Regions from separate parts of the Sus scrofa genome. Here regions 1 and 2 are each linked to region 3. The links are chromatin contacts, called in public HiChIP or PLAC-seq and promoter capture Hi-C maps. All regions are on one chromosome and are shown on one strand. Each heading gives the region's core, a stretch centred on a gene start, on an enhancer-like site or on the middle of the called end of the contact. The rest is flanking DNA. Distances are from core to core; before and after follow the strand shown.

Region 1 (4,468 bases), core at 1,500-3,999, 490 kb before region 3:
AATAAATAAATAAGTAAATAAAAGAAATATAGGCATTGAAGCAAATGTGAGATGACCCTGTGAGGATGAAAGTGGCCAAGTCTAGCATATGGAAAAGTCTTGGTTTATAAAACCTGATTTCTTCAACAAATCAAATGCATTCAAAAAAGAAAAAAAGAAGGAAAGAAGAAAAAACGCAAAGTGGAGAATTTGTTCAGATCCTGATTCAGATAAATGGGCTATGAAAAGATGTTTTGGAAACTGTTGGGAAAAACTGAACATGTGTTGGGTATTAAATGATATTAAGGAAGTATTATAAAGGTGTGAGAATGAAATCATGGTTATGTTACAACAAAAGTGTTAGAGATACATAGTCAAGTACATATTTATAGGTGAAACGTTATGATGGTTTATTAGATATTTACTTACATGGGGGGGTTAAAAGGTAGTGGGAGAATAGGTGAAACAAAACTGCAGAAGTGTGATAACAATTGAAGCTGGGTGGTGTATACATGAAGGTTTATTATTCTATCCAACTTTTTTTTTTTTTTTTTTTTAAGGGCCACAGGTGCGGCATATGAAAGTTCTCAGGCTAGGGGTGGAATCAGAGCTGCTGGCCGACACCACAGCCACAGCAATGCCAGATTGAGCCGCATCTGCAACCTACACCACAGCTCATGGCAATGTGGGATCCTTAACCCACTGAGCAAGGCCAGGGACCGAACCTGCAACCTCATGGTTCCTAGTGGATTCGTCAACCACTGAGCCACAACGGGAACTCTGCCCAAATCCTTTTTTGTATGTTTGAAATTTTCTATAAAATATTAATAACATTCACAACATTGTAAATCAACTACACTTTAATAAAACTCTGTAAAATTGAGAACAAAAACTATGGGGAGTTCCCATAGTGGCTCAGTGGAAACGAATCTGACTGGCATCCATGAGGACGCAGGTTTTTGTTTTTTTTTTTTTTTTTTTTTTTTTTTGTCTTTTTGCTATTTCTTGGGCCACTCCCTTGGCATATGGAGGTTCCCAGGCTAGGGGTCCAATTGGAGCTGTAGCCACCAGCCTACACCAGAGCCACAGCAACATGGGATCCGAGCCGCCGCGTCTGCAACCTACACCACAGCTCAAAGCAACGCCGGATTGTTAACCCACTGAGCAAGGGCAGGAACCTCATGGTTCCTAGTCGGATTCGTTAACCACTGCGCCATGTCGGGAACTCCAGGACGCAGGTTTGATCCCTGGCCTCACTCAGCGGGTTAAGGATTTGGTGTTGCCTTGAGTTGTGGTGTAGTTCACAGACACGGCTTGTATCTGACGTTGTCTGGTGTTGCCTTGGCTGTTGCATAGACAGCAGCTGCAGTTCTGATTCGACCCTTAGCCCAGGAACGTCCATGTGCTGCACCTGCTGTAAAAGAGGTGAAAAAAGGAGCAGGTGGAGGAAGAGGGGCTCCAGATGCAGGAAAGGAGAAATAACTGGTCTTGAGTGGTGCTGCGAAGAGGTACACACGTTTCAAGATGGAAGGAGTAACAACTATGTCAAATATTGTAGCTATCGAGAAGGAAGGCATTAAAATGACTCCATTAGACATAGCAACTAGGAGGTCACTCTTGACCTTGGCAAATCAAATTCTTAATTTTTGATAGAGGTGGGAAGATAGACAACTTTTTCAAGAACTTGTCTGTGGAGGAGAGGTGAAGATTGTAATCTTTCTTTTTCCCTCAAAGAAGGAGAAAGCAGGGCATTTTTTTATGCTCAGGAGAAGTCGCCATTTGAGAATTGTTGACAATGTAGGTGAAAAGAGGAATGACTGACAAAACAAGGACCCTTACTAGGAGAGGGAACATTTAAAACAAATTAAATATATATCCTACTGAAGCAGAGAGCTTGCTTTTTCTCACCACTGCCAGGGTACTTTCCTAGTTTACTGTAACTTTCAATAACTGTTCTGGAGTACATTTTCACTCATAAGCCCCACACGACATGTATTTATCTCAGTTGTTTTACTGATTGATGAACCAAATTTTTTTTTTTTTTATGACTGCTCCTTAGGTATTCCTTTTGGTTCCTGAATAAAATTGCTCTGTTTGCAATCCACTGAAGGGGTTTTCCCCTTAAAAAAAAAAAAAGTTTTTTACTACAAGAATGAGAAGCACTACCTCTTCCCTTAGGACTCTAGCTTGTTTACTGCTCTTGTCACTCAACCTACTCAAGCAATTCACAAAAACTTTTCAAGAATTTGTCCCTTTCCTACCATCCCTAACATATAGGATGGTTTACATCTGTATTTACAACTCTTATTACCATTCCAGAAATTATTATAAACTTATAGAATCTGAAATACTCAATTATATATTGATTACGCTGACCAGTCAACCCCTGAATTCCACAGAGGACAAGAACTAAGGTGTGTAAAAATGGGATATTCAACGTGTCAGGGCAAATTTCTCAAGCGCGGGGTTAGTGGGGAGGGCGGGGGGCGGGTATTTTGGAAGTGGGAAAAGCAAAGGAGGAGAGCAGATAAGCTCTTCTTTCTTAGATTTCAGGGTGAAATGAATACACCTGATGCCCGCGTGAGAGAAGAACTCTGCCAGCTGAGTGAAATTGGGCTGGACAGAGGCTGGAAGTCGGAGCTACTCGTGAGACTCCGCCCAGTGTAAGCACTCGCGCGCTCCCGTCTTGTCTCGCGCAGGGTCGGGTCTGTCAGGCGGGAAATCTCGCGAGATCGGAGACTGGGATGACTGTCGGGAGGAGGGGAGTGGTGTTGGGGAAGGGGGGAATCTGGGCAGCGGCCGGGCTCTGTGGCTTCAGGGCTCGGAGAGAGAGAGGGAGGGTGGCTAAGAGAGTGAGTCTGTGCTGCCAACCGCCTAAGAAGAGAGGAGGGGTCCCGCCTGCCTGCGCCCTTCGCGGGCCGAGAGCGCGAGGCACCCGCGAACCTTTGAGGCCTCAGGCCCCTGGGGACCCCGCCCCGCCGCCGGCCGGCCGGCCCGTGGCCTCTCTTCCCTTTGTGAGCGCCCCCTTCCCAGGGGTGGTGGTGGTAGTGGAGGGTTGTGCCTCGGCCCGCCCGCCGAGGGGCCGCGGCGGGGAACCGAGAGGGCCTCGGCTGTGTGAGGACAGGAGGCGGCCGAGGCCCGAGCCGGTTCCCCGGAGGCGGCGGCGGCGGCTCCCGGCACTTCCCCGCGCCATCTTAGCTGAGCCTAAGCGCTGAGGGCGCCTCCTCGACCCCGGTCGTCCCCTCGCCCCCCCCCCCCCGCCCCTCGTCGCAGAGCTAGGGCTGGGCGGCTTGCTGGGGCTCCGGGGGGGGGGGGGCGGCAGTCTGTCGCCTGGCCCCCTCCTCCTCCTCCTCACTCCTCGAGCTCCAGCGCAGCGGCTACCCAAGCGCTGCAGGGGGCTACGCCTGCCTACTCCGCCCCAGACCTGTCGGCTAAAGGGTAAGGGCACCTCTGCTCTGGGAAAGGGAGACATGGAGGGGGCGGGGAAATTCGGCCCACTCTGGCCGCGGCGCGGAAGAGGGGATGTGGGGGTGGGGTGGGGGAGGGAGACAAGGAGGGTCTGTGATTCTGTGGGTGGGGTGAAGAAGCTGGTGAGCTGGGCGCCCTCCCGTTTGGAGGGGCTAGAGCAATTACTTTCCTCTTTCCTGAGGGTCACCGGAAGGGGGTGGTGGAAGGAGCCGTCTCGAGGAAGGTGTGGCCCTCCTAGGGAGACTGGGTTGATGTGCACCCCGATTTAAAGGCGCGAGGTCCTTTTCCCTTCTGATCCCTCTGCTCCTCCCTCTCCTCCTTTGTAGTGTCTGTGTATTCCTGGGAAGGGAGACTGCTCAAGGTAGCCTACTGGGTGGATTCCCACACATCCACCCCCACAGGAAATCTGTACCCGTCTTCTGTAGGGGTGATGGAAGCATTTCTTTCCCTGTACCTTTCCCCATCCTTTAGTGTACTGCAATGCTGCAGAAGTCCAAGGCAGTTTCTTCATACACAGGCCCATGTATATACTGAAGGGAGAGGGAGCAGGAGAGGGAAGTAATGGCGCTTCCCTTGCAAAGGTTATCCCTCTTCCTTTGGTTTTAAATCCTTAATAGTACCGGTATAATTCTGAGATCTGTCCCTGGGAAATATATCTGTTACTGTTGGGGGATATGGCCTCTCAGAGAGGCGCTGCCGGTTTAGAGTTTTGATGTCTCTCTCGCTCTCTTTTTTAAACACTGTGTTGACTTTTTTGTGTGAGCATACCGAGTTTTTGTTAGGAGTCAAATAAAATAATTTTGTACTCTCTCATTTCCCTTTTTTTCTTCCTATGATTTTTGTAGTTCTTGAAAAATTATTAAAGATTATATATGGACAGGCCATCTGATAGACATTCCTTCTCCCTGAACTTTGAATTTTTAGGGTTAATACTATTTTGTATAACATTGAAATTGAAATTTTCTGAAAATGATTAAGTTACAAACCTTTCTGTAGCAACTGCTTTATTAATGTAATGAAA
Region 2 (4,790 bases), core at 922-3,421, 270 kb before region 3:
CCCCCAGCCTCCACAATAATGGCCAGGAATTTGGGGTTGACGGCACAGAATGAGCTGTCCCATGTGACCTTGGACACACGGATGTCCTCGTAGGCCTGGTCAGCCTTTGCTGCCTGTCCAAACACATGGCGGAACTTGCTCTGCCGAACCACGCGCCGGCTCATAGCTGGGGGCAGAGATGGAGGATCTCAGTGCCCAGAAATGCCTTTGGTCCTTAGTCCTGTGAGCTGTGGGAGGAGGGAGAGGTGGGGGAGTGGCAAGTGAGAAGGGTTATCTGGCCAAGAGTCAGGCATAACTTAATATAGACTGGTCCTAGAAGCAGGGAGCTTTTTCTTTTTTGGCTTTTTGGCTTTTCTAGGGCTGCTCCCACAGCATATGGAGGTTCCCAGGCCAGGGGTCCAATTGGAGCTGCAGCCACTGGCCTACGCCAGAGCCACAGCAATGCAGGATCCGAGCCACGTCTGCAACCTACACCACAGCTCACAGCAATGCCGGATCTTTAACCCACTGAGCAAGGCTAGGGATCGAACCCGCAACCTCATGGTTCCTAGTCGGATTTGTTAACCACTGAGCCATGACGGGAACTCCAGGGAGCTTTTTCTTTTCTTTTCTTTTTTGTTGTTTGTCTTTTTAGAGCCGCACATGTGGCAAATGAAGCTTCCCAGGCTACGCCACAGCCACAGCAATGCCAGATCCGAGCCAAGTCTGCAACCTACACCACAGCTCACAGCAACGCCAGATCCTTAACCCACGGATCCTTAATCGAGGCCAGGGATCAAACCTGCATCCTCATGGATACTATCTGGTTCATTAACCACTGAGCCATGACAGGAACTCCAGGGAGCTTCTTCAAGGTAATTAAAGTTGAAGAAAGTTTAAGGGAAAAGTTCTTAGCCATCTCTAAAGTGCTGCTTCATTCGAGGAGCTAGGATTTGGGGTCTGACATCTTAGAGAACCAGGCCAGGGAGATGGTGGAGCCTGACCCAGCCTGAAAGCTTTCTGGAAATTAAAGTGATTTGGGGAGGAGCCTCAATTCCAGGCTGCCTTCCCACTGCCAGCCCTGGATGAGCATCACTTCACGGAAGTGGTTTATTTCCCAGAGGCACCTTGTCCAGAATCAGAGGCTTTGGCTTAAGGCCATCTGTTGGGCTAGGACTGCAGCCCCACCCCACCATCCCCCACTCCGGCCCCTGCCCCATCCTAAACAGCATCTCTGGCACAGGCGGATGGGGTTTTGCCTTTTTCTAAAAATTTGCTAAGGAGATGTTCCTCCTGTCAGCTAGCCTGAGTCCTTCCTGCTACTGTTTTCAAGAGTTTCCTCCCATGCTGTTGTGGGGACACAGGTAAGGGTGGCTCTCTTCTCCACTCCTCTCTGCACTGCCTTGTCTAAGAGGCCCTAACCATGATGTTCTGGCTTCTGCCTACCCTTCTTCATTTCCAGTTCTCCTTTGGGTCCTCTCTCCAACCAAACTCTCCCGGGGTGGGGTCCTTCACCTCCACCCCCACCAGGCCAGAATCAGATTTTCAGGAGTGGAGTAAGGAAGGCAGGTTGCCTTTTCTCCCGCTAGGGGCTCAAGCTAAGCTCTTCCTCAGGGGGCACATCGGGCTTTTCCAATGCCCCAGCCGCAGACTCCTGCCCCTCCCAGCCCCGGGCATCCCTGTGCCCTTCAAGCCGCTTCTGTGGCCCCCGGCCTTTAGGCCGGGCCTCCCCGCACCCTCCTCCTGCCTCCTGCCCCAGCTCTACGTTCTTGTGAGACGAGGTGTCTGTGCCCTGGGGGTGCGCAGGCCGCTGTCCGGCCAAATATAGACAAGAAGTCCGCCCCGCCCGGGACCGAATTTGGCGGCGGGAGTGTGGGGGGAGGGAGCGCAGACCTCTGTCCCTTCCAGACACCCCGCCCGCTCCGCTGGCTGCGGTGGCGGCGGTGGCAGGGGGGAGGTACCTGGTCCCGAGCCGGCCGAGGGGCGCTCACGCTGCGACTTCTCTGCGGAGGGGATTGGGGGTGCGCTGTGGACCGAGGGAGGCGTCAGGGCGCCGGAACTGCCTCTCCGGGTGTCCGCGGCGTCTGGGGCCCGGACGTTAGGCTGCGCACTCCGGCCGCTGCCTGCGACTCTCGGGGCCGGGCGCCGCTGCAGTCCCAGCTGCCGCTGCCATCAACCTGCGGAGGCGGGGCCTAGGGCAGGGGCGGGGTCGGAATGGCCCCGCCCCCCTCAGCGGCGGGAAAGTCGAGCGCCTCAGACTCCGCGCGGCCAGTCCGCTGGAGTCGGAGAAGCGTCAAAAGTAATTTTGTGTGTGCGCGCTCCTTCCCCTCGCTCCGCGCCTGCAGGGTGAGCTGGGGAGGCCCAGGATCCCAGTCCCAGACCTGGGCGCTGAGGGGGCGCGTTCCCCTTAGAGCCGGCAGCTAGGCAAGATAAGGTGCATTCGAGCTGCATTCTTGCTGCAGTCGCACTCCCAATTTAACGTGTACAAGCGGGCCAAGACTGTGGGACTACACGTCCAGACAGCCCTGAGGAGAGGTCCCTGAACATGCTCTGGGGGCCCTTGGATGAGGGTCTCAGCTGGCCCAGGGCAGCTGAGAGGGTACCCGACAGGGGGCTGTGAATGTTAACTGTTATCCTTGTTATTAGTGATAGTGACCTCTTGAGAACCTAAAACGCTGTCACTGTACTAGGCATTTCACCCTGTTGGAGAGGATTCCATGGAAGAGGGCAGAAAGCAGCCTAGAGACAGGGGGGTGGGGGTGGGGAAGAAAAAGACCAGCATTTGGGGTTAAAAGGAGGGATGGTGGTGGGAACCTCGAAGGCCCTCACAAGGCTCTTTTGTTTCTCTGGAGGAGGCCAAGCATTCAGTGGCTTGTGGGGGACAGAATCAGAAACTGTTACAGGTGCTCCAGAAATAATTAAAGCATTGTGGGGGCATAAGGGTAGATGAGGAATCTCCCTTTTATCTAAAAATTCCAGGCACATGATTAGGACGAAAAGACCTGAGTGACACAGTTGCTCCTTAATAACAATAGCTTACACTTACTGTGTGTTGATACTGTATTAAGGGCTTTACGCATTTAATTTTTTATTTTTATTTTTGGTCTTTTTGCCATTTCTTGGGCCATTCCCGCAGCATATGGAGGTTTCCAGGCTAGGGGGCGAATCGGAGTTGCAGCCACAGGCCTGCACCAGAGCCACAGCAACGTGGGATCTGAGCAGCGTCTTCGACCTACACCACAGCTCATGGCAACGCCGGATCGTTAACCCACTGAGCAAGGCCAGGGATTGAACCCGCAACCTAATGGTTCCCAGTTGGATTCGTTAACCACTGAGCCATGACAGGAACTCCGAGGGCTTTACACATTTTAATTCCATTCTGATAACAGCCTTCTGAGATGGGTATTATTATTACCTCTATTTTACAGATGAGGAAACTGAGGTTCAAAGAGGTTAAATAGTTAATGCATCACTCAACTCCGTAGGTAGTAGAGCTGAGATTCTTACCCAAGTGGTCTGGTGTCTGGGTCAAGCTTTCAGCACCATGCATTTCTGCCTCTCTTTGAAGGACAGTGCTGCTTTATCTCAGTGCTGATACTGGGAGTTATGCTTTGTAGCACAGAGGAGAGGATGCCTGGACTAATTGCAAAACTGGAGTTCCAGCCATTGCTCAATCACCCTATTCTTGCAGCTCTCTGGGCTGTAAAATGAAGAGGGCTGGGTTAGGTTCTTTCCAACACTGCACCACTTGTTGGCAGAGAGTGAATTTGACATGCTGTCTCCTACCCTGAAATGGCTTTTTTTCCTTCTCCCCTGTCCTTTTCTTCTCTTTAAAGAGAGCCTAGCACTCCATTCTAGAGGGAAGGGTCTAAGACTAGGAAGCAGGAATCCTTCAATGCCTTCAGTTCCATCACCTGGGAAGGAAGGGAGTTGCTCTCCAGGTACAGCAGCAGGAATTGTTTAGGGTTGCATGGCTCAGCCCTGCCCTTTAGCCATCTTCTGCTGCCAAGGCCTGGCAGAGCTGTGGGCGGGTGGAGCCTCGGCACAAAGAACCAGTCAATGCAAAGAACCAATCAATGGAAGAAGCTACTGGGTGCTTTTCCTTGCTGTTTTCTTCTTCTTCTTCTTTTTTTTGGGGGGGCACACCTGCACCATATGGAAGTTCCTGGGCTAGGGGTTGAATTGGAGCTGCAGCTGCCGGCCATAGCCACAACAATGCGGGATCTGAGCCGTATCTTAGACCTACACCACAGCTCACAGTGATGCTGGATACTTTAACCCACTGATCCAGGCCAGGGATCGAACCTGCACCCCCATGGATACTAGTCCAGTTCTTAACCCCTGAGCCACAATGGGAACTCCTTCTTTGCTGTTTTCCATCAGAGCTGCAATCCATAGAAGATAGGCATAGACTTCATCTTTCATAAAGCCACCTTCTGGCTTTATCTGGCTTGTGGCCTGGCAATTTAGACACGGTTTGGTCATTTGTTTTGACTGGAAGCTCCTAGAATATTTTGTGAAATGACCTTGCTTTGCGTTCACCATTGTGCCCTCTGGCACTCCAGCCAGAGACCAGTGGTGTGCTGTCTCACTTGATATGGATGATTCTTTTTCTATCTTTTTAGGGCCGCCCATGGCACATGGAGGTTCCCAGGCTAGGGGTCTAATCGGAGCTGTTGCCACCAGCCTACACCACAGCTCACGGCAACGCCAGATCCCTAACCACTGAGCGAGGCCAGGGATCGAACCCGCACCCTCATGGTTCCTAGTCGGATTGTTTCCGCTGTGCCATGGCAAGAACTCCGATATGG
Region 3 (4,956 bases), core at 1,177-3,676:
CACAAGGGCCATGAGACAATGAAATGAAATAAGACAATTTAAAGGTAAAGGTAAACAGGCTCACAGTCAGGCTAAAAATGCTGATTGTTTCCCTTTCTCTCTCTCACACACACACACCCACACCAGTCCCAGGACTCCTTTACTTCCAGGGCCACACACAAACTGAAATAACCAGGCTACTATACCAAGTAGATGTAGAAATATGTCATTCAGTTCAACAACTGAGCCTACCACATGATCAATTTAATTACCTGTGTCAAAAAGTATCTATTAACATACCTCTAAAATAACCAAGTTTTGACTAATTAAGTCTTATTAAGTAGATACGGTATTACTATACACTAAACATTCACTTCCAGAAAATTAGTATGATAACATGAAATACATATATAATTATTATAGTATAAACTATTTTCAACAATGCCCAGGGAAAATTATGTCACTATAATACTGGTTCCTGGCTTACCTGCACAACTCAACTAAACTTCAGTTGCTTTCTCAGCCAAAATCAGGCCCAAACCCAAAAGGTAGAGCGAATTAAGATGGTCTGATGGTATTTTAATGACTTTCTAAAAACTAGCATATAAGAATAAAGTATATTGAATTTACATCCCTGATACTTGTCTTCAGAGGACCCTTAAATATTTCACTAGCTTTCACGTGCAGTTATTCTCAAATCACATAATCCTAAAAGTTGCAAAGAGCCTTAGAAGGCCCCCCCACCGCAGGAATTCTTTTTACCAACTCCTAGGCAAAAGGTCCTCCAGCCTTTGCTTTCAGCAATGGGCACTATTTTGCAAGACAGTCCACTCCACTGTTTGAAAATTCCTCCTTACAATGACTGGAAATCTGCCTCCTTGAACTTCTCTATCCAAGGATCTTAGCTAGTTCTGCTTTCTGGAAACAATACAAGGTAAGGTAATCTATGAAGTATAATCACCTATAGAATTAGGATACAGCTGCCAATTTGGCCACACAAAGTGCAAAAACTAGCACAAGAGAAAAAGAAACCAGCACCATACACAATAAAAATTTGAAATTCAGGAAACTATGTTGAAATTACAAACCAGGTTATTTTCAAGATATCAAAGTTCACACCTCACTTAAAATATAAATATTTAGATTAAGCAGAATTTTTACAGTGGAAGGTGGTACAGTGTTTACTGAATGCCTTTTTGCAAGTTGAAACCACTAAATCCACCAACACAGCTTTAAAAATTACAGTTCTGTAGGAAATTCAAAATGGTTTTTCCAATTGTTCATACATTCATTCGATCTTTTCCTTCTAAAACATCTGGATTTTTTTTTTTTTTTAAGATCCTATTTCGCCCCACTGGTGCAATATTTTATTTGAAAAACTAAACATTTGGGGGGGGGAGCCTAAAAGAATGGAGTGTATAGGAGTGGGGGTGGGGCGAGGAACCAAGGCTTAGAAGGGCCCAGCAGGAAAAGGCTGGTTACTGGGTATTTTCCTTCTGGAAGCACGCTTCACTGGCATAGGCATGTGAAGTAACGAGCCGTACACACGACCCAAGAACAAGAACGATCATGAGCAGCTGAGTGTAAGGCATAAATGTCTGTAAGATGTAAATGAATTGGCACTGGTCATCAAGCAGCGCCAGATGCTTTGGGACCTTGTAGGGGAAAGGTAAGAGATCCAAGGAGCAGAGACCGCGGCCACCCTTTGGAGGAGGCGAAGAAGGGAAGAAACCGAGGAGTAACTACCGTTCAGCAGTCCAATGAAGCCCGAACGGACAGAGCACAAGAAGGACAGCAAGGGACCAGGGGGAAAGCAGACACCCGGAGAGCCCGGAGAAGGGCGTGCAATGTGCGAATATTGAACGGGTCCACGAATTGGGTGTGGGTAAGGGGATGTGGGTGTGTGTTAGGGGCAACGATGGAGTCCCAGGGTCCTCTCCCTGCAGCGGAGCAACGGAGGGTGAAGGAAGGGGGAGGGCGAAAAGCAAGAATGACTCATTCCCGAAAGGAAGTGCTCAAGCCAGAGGAAGGCATGCCACAGGGGGGTTCGGGGCGAGGACTGTGAGGCGCCAGGTGCCCGGAGTGATGGGGGCACAAATCAACGTCCTGTAGTTCCCGCAGCTCGTCTTTAAGATGGGGGTGTGGGGGGGTTCGCGGCAGCCGAGTGCCAAGGCCTGGGAAGCGGCGCGGCGCGTGCGCAGTGGCGCTCGGCGGGACCCGCTGAGGCAAAGCGGAGCCGCAGTGACAGAAGCGAGCGGAGCGGCCGCCGGGAGGGACTCACCGAGGCGCAGGGGCTGGAGGTAGTGCTGGGGGTAGGCGACCGCTGGACCGTGACCAAAGCCATCTAGGCGCTGCTGGGCTGTTCCGGGCAGGGCATTCTTGTCCTGAGTGTGGGGGGCGGGAGGGTGACGGAGCCGGGATGGGGCAAGGGGTGTGGGGAAGGGGTGAGGGGAACGGGGAGGAGGACGAGGCCGCGGGAACGGCCGCAGGCTCCGCACCCACCACCGGACTCTCAAGACTGACGCGCCGAACGGGCAGCTGGCGGGCGGGCGGGCGGGCGGTTCGGCAGCTGCGGGGCACAATGAGCGCTCCCAGTGCGCAGGCGCCACCTGTCAGCAACCGCCTCTCCCCTCGGCGCGCGCCGCCGCCTCGCCGTAACCCTTGAGTTGCCGGAAGCCGGCCGGGTGTGTGCGCCTCGGGCCGCCGCCCCCTCCCGGGTTTCCTCCTGGGCTCTGGAATCGTGCAGTTTGGCCGTGCTGGGGGCTGGGGCTTGCGATGGGAGGCGGGGCGTAGGGGCTTGGGGCGTCTCTCGGGTCCCCACGCCTGAGGGATAACCGTTTTCTGAGGTGGGGCGCAGAGCCTAACCCACCTTAGTGAAAAGAAACTGAGGTGAAAAGCCTGAGGCAAACAAGTTTCCTGGTGGGAAAGGGCGCCGCGGGGTTTGAAACGCTTTCCCCGTGCGTGGGTGGGACTTACTGGGCTAGAGACTTTCCCTTTGACCCCGGCTCTCGGGGGATTTTTCTGAGCTTTTCCACCCTTCCGTCTCCGAGTCTGTGTTTTATGATGAGACTTTTTGAAAGGAAGATTTTAAAATTTAATACCTCGGGAGTCTTCCTCTATTTCCTTGGCCCGTGTCTAAGGACTCCTTCATTATTCTCGAGATGCAGAGAGGCTGAGCGAACCCGGGAGGCCGAGAAAGCTGGGCTCACAGACTTGTAAGGGTCCAACCGGCTATTTACCTCCCACTTGCTTTTTGCTGGAAGAAATTCTCTTAACTAGGATTTGCTCGTTGAGGTTTCCTCTCCTTCGTCTCTGGATGCCATTATTTCATAGACGTATGTGAAATGCCGAGATTAAGTATTTTAAAGAAATAGTTTTCTAAACGATAAATCATCAGTTGAACATAAGCCAACAATGTAATGAAAAATCGACATTAAAGGGGGGGTGGAAATGGCACTATGCAAATACTACTGATTGATTTCACAGAGAAAGAGAGTTGACAAAGCTATTTCTCAATTTGAGTGGATGTGCTGGTACATACTACCATATATATTAAAGCTGTAAAAACACATTCAGGAACTTGCAGTTATTAACCTACCACCTCCTGTTTGTCACTCAAACTCTCTTGGATCTTACTGCTTCTTGTAAACTGACAGAGCTGTCAGGAGCTCTTTCTGGCCACTGTATGGTTAAGTGCCACTAGAGCCCTCTGTGCTGAGCCTTTGTTCTCTCTCTGGGGCCCTGTGGTTGAAATAATTAGCAGGGAGGTTCCATCAAGAATCAGACACTGAGGGTCCCTGTACTGTACAGTCTTCCGTGGAATGTACTGCAGAGAAGCCAGCTGGTAGGCTTTTGCCCCCTGGTGGTGGTCAAGAGAGCCTGAGAGACAAAATTAAACAAAGCTGTATGGTTCACAATTAAACAATCTTGTGTTTTTCTCAGAGCTACTTAGTAAACAGGAAAAGAGAAGACAAAGTTCAGAATGAGAACTTTGAACCAAAGCTTTGGAAATCAAACAGGAAGCTATATTGCATAGGCAAAAAATATACATAGCTGAAAGCTGAATGAATTCAAATAAATGAAGTGTGGTTTATAAACCAAAGCATTATTCTAGATTATTCAAATCAATAGGTCTTAGTAATGTACTTATATGTTAGTTTTCTTACTGACTCAGGGACAGAAACACTGATTATATCTACTTTTGTGTAGCAACATAATCATAAATTCTTTTGGAAGATGAGAGACTTAATTCTATTAATCTTACAGTGGGAAAGAGCATTGCCCTAGGAATCAGAGACTTGGCTTCTAGTTCCAGCTCTGTAAAACCTCGAGCAAATGGTTTAAACTTTTTGAGCTTTAGCTTCTTCATTTCTGCAATGGAGCTCTAAGTCACAGTATCCTTGTGCTCAAATGAGATAATGTATGTAGTAAAGTGCAGTGTAAACCATAAAGCCCTGCATGTAACTAAGATAACTTTATTATTCTCTGAAGTTTGTCCCAAGTTCAGTCAGATTTTGCTAGTGTACCCTATGTGTAGAAAATAGCATCAAGCAAAAATGGGATAAAAATAATTTAAAAGACATGATTCCATGCCTTAACAGTAGATTAGTGGTCAAGACATGCCTTATCTGTAGGTGGGTATAGAACATCTTTATTCGTTATACTTGAGGTGATAAAAATCATAGCCAAAACTGGGATTACAAGGTACCCAAATTCACAAAACGTTTGTAACAGAAAGTTAACTTGGGGGGGGCGGGGGGCTGCACCAGTGGCATCCAGAAGTTCCCAGGCCAGGGATCAAACCATACCATAGCAGCAACCTGAGCCACAGCAGTGACAACACCAGATGCTTAACCACTGTGCCACCAGGGAATTCCAAAAGTTAATTTGCAGAGGGAATAGCCCTTCCTGTTATATGACCTTTAAAGGAAACTAAGATTTGGAAACTGTTGGTGCAGGTTCATTAATTTAGTCACC

Evidence for each region. Promoter capture Hi-C pulls out the DNA fragments that hold promoters and counts their contacts. HiChIP or PLAC-seq counts read pairs in DNA pulled down with a chosen protein or histone mark.
Region 1: a contact with region 3 is called in a promoter capture Hi-C map of fetal liver, with 2.7 times the contacts expected there. The contact joins the promoter of TAOK1 here to the promoter of SSH2 in region 3. A contact is called at or near these places in 1 of 5 promoter capture datasets (fetal liver) and 1 of 2 datasets of contacts at active chromatin or transcription factors (skeletal muscle).
Region 2: an H3K27ac HiChIP or PLAC-seq map of skeletal muscle shows a contact between it and region 3, with 4 times the contacts expected there. The contact joins the promoter of CORO6 here to the promoter of SSH2 in region 3. A contact is called at or near these places in 8 of 47 Hi-C or Micro-C datasets (embryonic fibroblasts, fetal skeletal muscle, liver and 4 more) and 1 of 2 datasets of contacts at active chromatin or transcription factors (skeletal muscle).

The regions. Positions count from the first base shown.
Region 1 is chr12:45,594,318-45,598,785 of Sscrofa11.1, forward strand. It overlaps TAOK1 (serine/threonine-protein kinase TAO1), which reads left to right and starts at 2,750. Exons shown (of 20, transcript XM_003483075.4): 1 at 2,750-3,417.
Region 2 is chr12:45,812,423-45,817,212 of Sscrofa11.1, forward strand. It overlaps CORO6 (coronin-6), which reads right to left and starts at 2,172. Exons shown (of 13, transcript XM_021067517.1): 1 at 1,941-2,172; 2 at 1-166. The coding sequence starts at 164.
Region 3 is chr12:46,083,294-46,088,249 of Sscrofa11.1, forward strand. SSH2 (protein phosphatase Slingshot homolog 2) reads right to left here and starts at 2,427. Exons shown (of 20, transcript XM_021067518.1): 1 at 2,261-2,427. The coding sequence starts at 2,323. EFCAB5 (EF-hand calcium-binding domain-containing protein 5) reads left to right here and starts at 1,922. Exons shown (of 24, transcript XM_013981195.2): 1 at 1,922-2,279.